Regions from separate parts of the Mus musculus genome. Here region 2 is linked to region 1. A link is a contact called in public ChIA-PET data. All regions are on one chromosome and are shown on one strand. Each heading gives the region's core, a stretch centred on a gene start, on an enhancer-like site or on the middle of the called end of the contact. The rest is flanking DNA. Distances are from core to core; before and after follow the strand shown.

The links. ChIA-PET counts read pairs in DNA pulled down with a chosen protein or histone mark.
Region 2: an RNA polymerase II ChIA-PET map of memory CD8 T cells shows a contact between it and region 1, with 43 read pairs. The contact joins two enhancer-like sites. A contact is called at or near these places in 1 of 15 datasets of contacts at CTCF or cohesin (the NIH/3T3 cell line), 2 of 484 Hi-C or Micro-C datasets (cumulus cells and memory CD8 T cells) and 2 of 115 datasets of contacts at active chromatin or transcription factors (effector CD8 T cells and memory CD8 T cells).

The regions. Positions count from the first base shown.
Region 1 is chr7:58,746,574-58,751,726 of GRCm38.p6, reverse strand. All of the region lies in intron 2 of Atp10a (ATPase, class V, type 10A), which reads right to left. Among named protein-coding and RNA genes, the nearest start is that of Gm39019, 18 kb to the right of the region's middle. Within about 2 kb of position 1,281, at least 98 of the 459 cell types and tissues checked have an H3K27ac peak or open chromatin away from gene starts, as enhancers often do. A contact at or near this core is called in memory CD8 T cells, where this site is marked.
Region 2 is chr7:58,446,952-58,452,561 of GRCm38.p6, reverse strand. No RefSeq gene overlaps it. Among named protein-coding and RNA genes, the nearest start is that of n-TEttc7, 50 kb to the right of the region's middle. Within about 2 kb of position 3,736, at least 42 of the 459 cell types and tissues checked have an H3K27ac peak or open chromatin away from gene starts, as enhancers often do. A contact at or near this core is called in memory CD8 T cells, where this site is marked.

The sequences.
Region 1 (5,153 bases), core at 32-2,531:
TCCTGCTACATGGACTCAATAAGCCTGCTGGGTCCTGGTGAGGATCACGTTCTGATTGCACTAGCAGTAGCTCGTGTGTACAGGTAAACAGTGGCCACCATTTCAGGGAACGTGTACCTGAACACACAGGGTCAGAGAGACTTCAGAGGCAGGACTGAGCTTGATCGGGAAGTGACTAGACCACTAATAAAACGCTGTCAGTCAAGACCCAGCCCAGGAGAGTGGAGAGAGGTCAGAACTAAACCTTTCCCAGTGCTCGTGCCACAGTTAACTGAGGACATTGGGTGGACAGTGCAATCAGAGGAAAATTGTTCCCTTTGCTTAAAACAGTGCTCATGCTTTCTGATGCAGTTATTTCACAGATGCAGTCTTAGAAATACAGGCTTATAATGCGGCAGAAAAGCAGGGGCCCAAGCCATAGATGTGCCCCACTCCTCCAGTCCAGCAGCACCCTGCCCACCTCCAACACAAGGTCAGGCTTCTAAACGGACTCTCAGCAGATCTGTGCTTGCTATTTTTTCATTAACTGTGGGAACAAAGCAAACCAAGGCCCGGCTCTTTTTGTAATGTAAAACAAACACCAACTTGGGAAACACAAGATATCTCTTCCAGTGGAAATTAGTCTTCCCTCAAGGAAATCCTATAATAAAAAGTATATTCTAGCCAGGGGTTGAAAGGTGTTCTTTCACTATTTCTACAGAAAAAAAAAAAAAAGAAAAAAAAAAAACAAAAAACTTGAGGAAAAAGATTCTTCTGTCTTGGCAACTAATAGCTTGACATTTAACACATCTCTAAAAACAAACAAACAAATAAATCCATGTAGCACAAGTTCTGAATATTGTTCCATCACAGATTCTGGCTCCTTATGATGCCCTGTCATTCCCAGATTTTAGTAATTAGCACATTAATACACAGACAGTCAGCTTTCTGGAAGAATGGAGCCATATATTACTGAGCCAAGGTTCTCTTCTACTATTGCTGATTTTTCCGGCCGGAAATTCATCAAGAAAAGGCACTTTCCACCTCTGGGAGCAGAGTGAGCTTGAATGAGCTCATGGAGATGACCAATGTGACTGACACTGCACATGGAGTAAAGTTCCCTCTGAAAATACACTGATGGTTGAATTGTGCCTCTTTCAAAGTCCTATGCAGAACTACCAAATATGACTGTATACATGGAACAAGCCTTTGAAGATGTGAGTTAAAATGGAGTGTTAGAGTAGGCCCTGACCCATTGTGACTGTCTCCTTATAAAGACAGGAGATGAGGTCACAGAGGAAAGAACCAGTGAAGACTAAAGAAATGGCTACCCACAAACTGAAGAGAGCAGCTCAGATGGAGCCAACCCTACCAAGCCCTAGCCAACCCTACCTTGACCCCTAACGTCCAGTCTCCAGGACTGAGAAAATAAATTCAGGTTTAAGTTCCAGAATGTGTAATTCTTGATTTTAGTAGTCTAAAATATGTGTGTAGGAGACCTCAGCTATGCTGCCCATAACTAGAGCTGTAAAAACCCTTAGATCTGGCAGCTGAAACACGTCAGCAGGTGTCTCTACTCCTAGCTCCTCCAGACCGAAAGTGAAAATGAGCAGAGATGACTGAGCAGTGCTGGGCCCTGCGGTCTAGAAGCTGGGATATGAGCCAAGAGTATCATTCATACCTTCATATGAGGCATCACTTTCTCTTGGCAAGACACAAGCTGCCTTTCTCCTCCATTCCGCTGGACATTTTCTGTTAAGACTTAACGGGTGAGTTTCTATGTTGCTTAGTCTATGTTGAAAGAGTTGGCAGCACTTAGGTTCCAGAGGACCAAAATGTACAATAGTCTTGAAGTCATTAGCACAAGAAAAGACTTCCTGAACAGAATTCCATTCGCATATGTACTCAGATCAACAGTTAATGTGTTAGTGAAACTAAAAAGCTACGTACACCAAAGGACACCACCATTCAAAGGTACAGGCTACACATTTTTTACCAACTCCACCTTCTACAGAGGATCAATATCCAAAATATATAAAGAACTCAAAAAAAAAAAAACCTGAACATCAAGAAAACAACCAAATTTAAAAATAGTGTATAGATCTAAACAGAAATCTCAAAAGGAGAAATTCAAATGACTGAGAAACCCTTAAAGAAATGGTTAACATCGTTGGTCATCAGGGAAGTGTAAATCAAAACACTTTTGAGATTTCATCTCACATCAGACAGAATGGCCAAGATCAATATAAGAAATAGCAAGTCATGCAGGCAGCAATGTAGAGTAAGGAGAGTATTCATCCAAACTTGTACAGCAACTAGGGAACTCAGGCTGGAGGTTCCTCTGGAAGCTGGGAAAGGGTTTACCTCAAGATCCAGCCATACTACTCTTGAGTATATACTCAAAGGAACTTTCATTCTGTTGCAAAAAACACTTGCTCAACCATGGTTTCCTTTTGGTTTTTGTTTTTTTTTTTTTTTTAACTTTTTGTTTTGTTTTGTTTTTTTGTGGCTCTCCTCATAATAGCTAGAAACTAGAAGAAAACTAGATGTCCATCAATAGATGAAAGGATAAAGAAAATGAGATACATTTACACAAGGGACTATTACACTCACTGTTTAAAAATGAAATCATGAAATTCATGGGTAAATACATGTTACTAGAAAAATCATCCTGAGTGAGCTAACCTAGACCCAGAAAGACAAATATAGTATGCATCCTCCTATATGTGGATGCTAGTTGTTAAGTCATTGATAAATTACAAACCATATAATCACTGAGGCTAGGTACAGAGTAAGGAGGTAGAGAGGAAGGCTGTATCTTCCTAGGAATAAGAATAGATAGTTAAGGATGGACTTGTAGATGGGGGAGTGAAATGGGAAGATCAAATGGGGGAAGGAGGAAAGAGAGAGCAAGAGAGGAAATACAGAGAGGGATGCTAAAACTAAGGGCCATGTGAGGGCTCATAGAGAATCCTAATATAGTAGAAGCTTCCTACTGTATATAAATATATAATGGAGATTTAAATGATATCACCAAATAATAGGCGGGAGAGAGTCCAACTGAACATGTCTCATTACCAAAGAAAGTTCCCAGTCTGGACTTGGCTACATCTAATTGAGTTGCTGGTTAATAGAGTCCCATGGGAATCTATGAGTAAGATCAGTGCCTTGCTCAGCCATCAGAGACGCTTTCTCCTTTAGCAAATGGGAATGAATACAGAAACCCAGAGCCAGAAAATATGCAGAGAATAAGAGACCTTGAAATCCTCCACAATAAATGGGATGCCTCCAACAAATCCCTCAACAACAAATCTCAAGGCTCATGGAACTTGGTGGAAGAGGAGGTGGAAAGTGTGTGAGCCAAAGTGAATGGAGAACAAGGAAATATGGCCTTCCAAGCACAGCACAAGAGATGCGCATAAAAACTCAGAGACTGCGGCAGCGTGCACAGGGCCTGCATGGGTCCGCACCAGGTGGGCTCCCAGAGCTGAAAAGAGAAATGTACACATTACTGACCCAAAATCTATCTCCAACTATTTGAAAAAAATTAGTTTTTCTCAAAGGGAGTCTCACTGAAGAAACAAAACACTCTTAAGGGCAGGCCCCATGCTCAGAAGTAGACAGCCAACAAAAATGAGTTCAGTGGCATTTGGGGAGGGTCTTTGTCTCATAATGTTGAGTCAGAGCATCTTTTTAAAAAATAAAATAAAATAACCAACAACAACAACAACAAAAAAACCTTTATAGGTCCTTTGCATATATAGTTTTGGCTTCCCACTTTATGTCTCCATGGGATTGCGTGTATGCAAACCTGTGCCTCTGCATCCTCTTGTGCTTTTTCTTTGGGTCTTTTTTCCCCCGTTTTGTGCTATCCCTACTGGTTTGCTTTGTTTTAGCTTATTGTATTTTGTTATTGTTCTTTATATGCTTGTTTGTTTTCTACCAAGGATCTGCGAGGGTCTGAGTCTGGGTGGGAGGAAAGATAGGGAGGAACTGGGAGACGTAGGCGGAAGTAAAGCCATAATCTGGATATATTGTATGAAATGTATTGTATTTTCAGTATAAGTAAAAAATTAAAATGTCAGTGCACACCTGGGAAAGGGTGCAGCACCCAGTGGGTGAAGGGAGTATAGCTGGCACTGCTAAAGGGTGAAGGTATCTTGCCACTTTATCAGAAAATGTCACAGTGTAGACTGTACGTATCCCCTAGATGTTACAGTGATGCCATTGGAACCTGATAGAATCTATAAGACATTGGGCCAGTTGGGAGAAGTCACTGGGGAACAATGGGACCACTGACCCCTTCCTCTCCCTCTTCTCTTTCTGGCCATGTGTGAGTGAGTTTGTTCAGTCTGTGCTCCTACTGCATCTACTCAACCAATAGCTCATGAACTGACTCCTCCTAAATGATAAATCAAATAAGCCTATTTGGTTATCTTAATCATGTGTTTCAGTGAAAGACAAGGAGCCCAGGCTAGCCTCAAATTCACTATGGGGCTGAGGATGAGCGAGAACTCCAGATTCTCTTTCCCACCCCCTCCACCAAAAGGGGGGGGGGGGCTTTGATTTCTGATGCTTTAACAGTCTTAGACTCTGACCCTGAAAAATCCCGTTCCAGCCTTTCTAAGGGAAATGACAACAGTCCACAGTACATAGGATCTCCTGAGCCAAGGAAAAAACACAGGCTTCAGAGTCTACTCTGGAGAATTTCCTGCTTGGTGGTCAAGGCTCCTCGTACTTGATAAAGGCCGGATGAGCAAACCAACCAACCATTTGATGTTTTGTCCAAAACAAACGTAGATGTGTAAGCCTTTGAAGTTGACCTAAGTTAGCCTTTCTCTCCACACAATGAAAAGCTTACTTTCAGCCCATGACAGGTGCCACTGATGAAAGTCAGTCACGCCAGGTAAACAAGAACTATTTGTTCTTTTAACTCGAAGACAAAGTTTAAATTCGACATTTTCACTTAGTTGAATCTTTGGAGTGGAAGTGGGAAGCATATTGAATTACTGGTTGTTGATCTCAGGGCTTCATACACCCTAAGTGTCCACTAGTGAAGGAGAGAGACAGAGACAGAGACGGAGACGGAGATGGAGAGACAGACAGAGATAGAGAGACAGAGACAGAGACAAAGACAAAGACACAGAGAGAATATCTTTAAAGGGCTCTGGGCC
Region 2 (5,610 bases), core at 2,487-4,986, 300 kb after region 1:
CCCCTCCTCCTTTGCACTGATCTAGTTTCAAGTGATCTGGCATAAACTGGTTAATTGTAAACAGTTTACTGAACTCCATTATGGTTTTATGGAGAACATAAACAACAATATGTAAGAAATCACAAATGATGACACAGAGTATCTCAAAGTAACTGTCAAAAAATTGGATGATACTTTATATTATATTACAAGGACTTTGAAAGTCATCTCTCATAATAACATTCTAGTTAAAAGAATACTCCAACAGGCATCATCATACCTAATTTCAAGTTATAATAGAGCCCTAGTTATAAAAACAACAGGGTACTGACACCAACACCTAGATCAATAGATTAGAATAGAGGATGCAGATACAAGCCCACAAAACCACAGTCACCTAGTTCTTGACAAAGATGCTAAACACACATGTAAAAGAGACAACTTCTTTAACAAGTGGTGCTGGAAAACCGGGTATCTACATGTAGAAGAATGAAACTAGATTTTAGTCTCACACTCTATGTGAAAAGCAACAAATGCATCAAAGACCTGAATGCAAGACCTGAAACTCAGGATTGGAAAGTAGAAAACACAGTGTAAGCCAGGGCTTCCAGATAGAACTGTGCTTCTTGGGAAATCAGGGAAACATTTCACAAATGGGATTTCATGAAATTAAAAACTTTCAGCAGAGCCAAGGAAACAACTGGATGAATACACAGCATATGGACTAGGAGGAAAGCCTTTGCTAGCCATATATCTTGAAGAGTAATGATACAAGGGAAATTGGAGTATCCTTTCAGCTCCTTAGTCTCATTATAAAGGAGTTTAAGAATGGACTCAAAAGGAAGTACAGGGCAATTTTATTAGCACTTAAAAGAAAACTCACAGGACAGGCAAGATGTAAAACTACAGCTGCTGCTCAGGGGAGAATGCAGGAGGGAAGGGAAAATCCACACCTCTGAAGTTGTCCTAGAAGCCAGACATGTTGGCCAACAAGCAGCCACAGGGTGTAGAGGAAGACTACAGAGAAAGAGAAATAAGGGGAAACTCTCCCCTAAACCAGGACCCTGAACAAGAGCAAGGTTCCAGATATATTGCCTGTGGAATGTTGGAAAGCCCCTAACCTGGGATACACATCCTGGAGCACAAATGTTGTAAAATCACACAATTGTCTTCTCTCCCACCCTGTAGTTTTGAAAAGAAGTTTAACAAGAAAACTTGGTTTTGGGTCTGGAAAAGCCATGCCCTCTGGGTTTCTGGTTATTAGTTACAAAAACCGAGCACTGAGTCTGTACCACATTCTCCTGCACCCTCAGACGCTATGTGGTAGGGTCTTAGGGACAGGGTCTTAGGGACTGTATAATCCTCTCTGTAGAAGTGGGGCTGAGTTCTTATTCTTACTTTGCCCTTTAACTTCTTATATTATTTTTCTTGCATGTTAAAGAAGCCCAAAAATATTGGGGTAAGGGAAACCAGGACTATTAAGAAAAACATGCCTAGAAAAGATAGCAAAAACCCTGCATGGCTGCAGTACATAATCTTCAGCAGTAGGGAGGGAACATTCTGGGAAAGAGTATAGTATCTCACTAGAGAACTAAGTATTCTAAGTTTTGGCAAAAGGTCAGCCCATCTTCCCAGGGCTGGTCCCTTAGCCAAAGTTATTGAATCAGCTTGAGTGGAGTGTTTGCTCTCCACCTAAGCCAGCGATTCCATTCTTTTTTTGTTTTGTTTTGTTTTTGTTTTTTCGAGACAGGGTTTCTCTGTGTAGCCCTGGCTGTCCTGGAACTCACTTTGTAGACCAGGCTAGCCTCGAACTCAGAAATTCACCTGCCTCTGCCTCCTGAGTGCTGGGATTAAAGGCCTGGGCCACTACTGATTCCATTCTTTTGCTTGGGGTTTTTATTCATTTTAATATCACTATCTAGAATATACTAAGATCTAAAATAACTAACAAGAAATCAAACAACTCGACAAATATACAGGATACTAAAATGTACAATCGACTGTAAAAAAGACAAAGTAAACACATGCTCCACTATGTTCATAGCAGCCTTATTTATAATAGCCAGAAGCTGGAAAGAACCCAGATGCCCCTCAACAGAGGAATGGATACAGAAAATGTGGTACATCTACACAATGGAGTACTACTCAGCTATTAAAAAGAATGAATTTATGAAATTCCTAGCCAAATGGATGGATCTGGAGGGCATCATCCTGAGTGAGGTAACACATTCACAAAGAAACTCACACAATATGTACTCACTGATAAGTGGATATTAGCCCCAAACCTAGGATACCCAAGATATAAGATACAATTTGCTAAACACATGAAACTCAAGAAGAATGAAGACTGAAGTGTGGACACTATGCCCCTCCTTAGAATTGGGAACAAAACACCCTTGGAAAGAGTTACAGAGACAAAGTTTGGAGCTGAGATGAAAGGATGGACCATGTAGAGACTGCCATATCCAGGGATCCACCCCATAATCAGCATCCAAACGCTGACACCATTGCATACACTAGCAAGATTTTATTGAAAGGACCCAGATGTAGCTGTCTCTTGTGAGACTATGCCGGGGCCTAGCAAACACAGAAGTGGATGCTCACAGTCAGCTAATGGATGGATCATAGGGCTCCCAATGGAGGAGCTAGAGAAAGTAGCCAAGGAGCTAAAGGGATCTGCAACCCTATAGGTGGAACAACATTATGAACTAACCAGTACCCCGGAGCTCTTGACTCTAGCTGCATATGTATCAAAAGATGGCCTAGTCGGCCATCACTGGAAAGAGAGGCCCATTGGACACGCAAACTTTATATGCCCCAGTACAGGGGAACGCCAGGGCCAAAAAGGGGGAGTGGGTGGGTAGGGGAGTGGGGGTGGGTGGGTATGGGGGACTTTTGGTATAGCATTGGAAATGTAAATGAGCTAAATACCTAATAAAAAATGGAAAAAAAAAGACAAAGTAAAATCGGCCAATAAACTCACGAGAGAACATGCTCAGTTCCACTTGCTATCATGGAAAATGCAAATTAAAACTACATTAAGAGTCTACATCACCTCAGTCAAGGAAACAAATGATAACAAAGGTAGTGATGTATACATCACAGGGTAATGCACACATCAATAGTTAGTGTAGCATTGTCAACAATAGCTAAGTTATGGAACCAACCTTGGTGTCCCTCGGCAGAAGAACAAATTAAAAAAAACAGGGGAAAAAATAGATAGAGCCAGGCATGGTGGCACATGCATTTGAAGGGTAGCAGATGAATCTCTGTGAGCTGAAGGCCAGCATGATCTACAAAACAAGTCCAGGAAAGCCAGGGCTGGTTACAGTGAGAAACCTTGTCTCAAAAAACTACAAACACACACACACACACACACCCACACCCACACACACACACACACACACACACACACACACATACAGGAAAAAGTTTTTAACCACAAAGAAGAGTGAAGTCACGACATTTGCAGGAAAACAGACACAACTGGAGATAATCATGCCGTGACAATCCAGAGGTTCCTCCATTTTGTATTATTGCTGAGGTCATTTCATAGTTAACTAGAATTTGATCTCCTTGAAGGGGAATCCCATGGAAAATTGCACAACTCTAGTCTAGGATCCAAATGTTGGTCAGGATGTCATAACTAACTTATCTCTGCTTTTGTTAAACTGCCTGTTTGTGTGGCACCTACTGCAATTAACCACTAAGTTTCTGCTAAAACTGCTTGCTTCAAAGCACATCTGAGAAGCCCCATGAAGCTGTAGGGTGAGATGCCAGGAAGTGGTTTCTGCCTTTGAAAACCTCGTGTTTTGGACACTCAAGGGTACACCCCAAACTTGTGGGTGTGGTTCCAGTCAGCTAGAATAAAGACTTTCAATTGTGTCTGAGTGGTCATCTCTAGTGAGCTCCTTGTAACAATGTGAGGTGAATTAAGTCTGTCAGAGTAATGTAATGGTTTCCAGTAACATTTTGCTTCAATGATTATAGCTGCTTTTTTTTTCTAAATAATGGGTTTCCACAACTGAACCTAAACCATTTGCCTTCTCAAGTAAAAACCCAAAACAAACAGATACCAAAAACGAACAAACAAAAACCAGCAGACAAATGCTTCAAGTTGCTGCATAAAATTTAAGACCTTTGAAAGATTTACTTGATGATATTCCTCTGATGACTGATTTTATTGCTTAGGAAGATCCAATTAGCAAGTTCTGAGAATATTACAGTTCATGGTGGTACTTGAATCTAACGAAGTTTACACTGTAGTCTCATAATAGTGTAAATATGAGATCATGCAATTAGAATCCCTGATGACAAATGAGGATTGTGATTTTTTTCCCTTAGAATTTTGTAGGCATAGGTGAAAATTCCTAGCTGGTAGCACTAAAGCTATCACTGGCAGTGATTCTGGGAGTATATACGCTTAGGAGTGGCCTCCAGATCTAAGGATTTGGCTGGGAGTGATTCAGTTTAGTATCACTACAGTCCTAAGGAAATCATGCTTAGAAGTCCTTCCTTCCTTCCTTCCTTCCTTCCTTCCTTCCTTCCTTCCTTCCTTCCTTCCTTCCTCCCTCCCTCCCTCCCTCCCTCCCTCCCTTCCTTCCTCCCTCCCTCCCTCCCCCCTCTCTCTTTCTTTCTCTCTCTCTTTCCTTTCTCTCTCTCTCTCTCTCTCTCTCTCTCTCTCTTTCTTTCTTTCTTTCTTTCTTTCTTTCTATCATTTCTTTTTTAAAAAAGGAAACTGTTCAACAGAGAGATCACCTGATTTGTCTGGTCATGAATCTCATTGCCTAGGGCAGAAGTAGTTGCTGAATACAGATAACACCTACCAACTATTTGACATTCCTGAAGTTTTTCTGTGGTCTCTCCCTGCCTTCTGAAGAGTTATTTGCTCAGTCTCTGAGAAACACCCAATCTGAAGGACAGAGAAAGAGATGTGGTGAACCCTAACCTGAGCCCTGCTATGCTAGTAACATCATTAATGATTAAAGGCTCTTCATCCTCCATATACATATCCAGGGGAATGGCCTGCTGTAATAAAGCCCAATTTCCTGTAGCAGGACTGGAAATCTCAAGATGCCCCATTGTTTATGAGAAGACAAAAGGGACCCTTGACTGTCAATTCTTAGAAGTGATGAATTGAATAGTTTGTCCCTATTCAACATTAACAACAAATGATTACTCATCAGAAGCTGAATGTGTGTCCTTTCCCACAGACTCAAGCTTAGCACCCCCTCAGATGGTGGTAATCATAGCACTCTTGCTATACAACATGAATGCTTTCTTTTCTTTGCAGAATCCCTTCAGTATTTCCTTGCCATATATACATGTATATGTGTGTGTTTTCTAAATATATGTTTTAAATAAATAAATAAATTTTTTAAATGTATATTAAATTTGGTAATGTAAGTTACTCCTTCCTGGGGTTGGAGAGTTTGCTTTGGTTGCTATTGCTAATGTCAGGCTGTTGAAATTACTAAGTGTTAGTGGACAATATTTAGAAATGAAAGAAATGATAGAGAGAGAGACAGAGAGACAAAGAGAGAGAGAGAGAGAGAAGTGAGACAGAGAGAATGACAGAAGAAAGAAAGAAAGAACGAACGAAAGAAAGAAAGAAAGAAAGAAAGAAAGAAA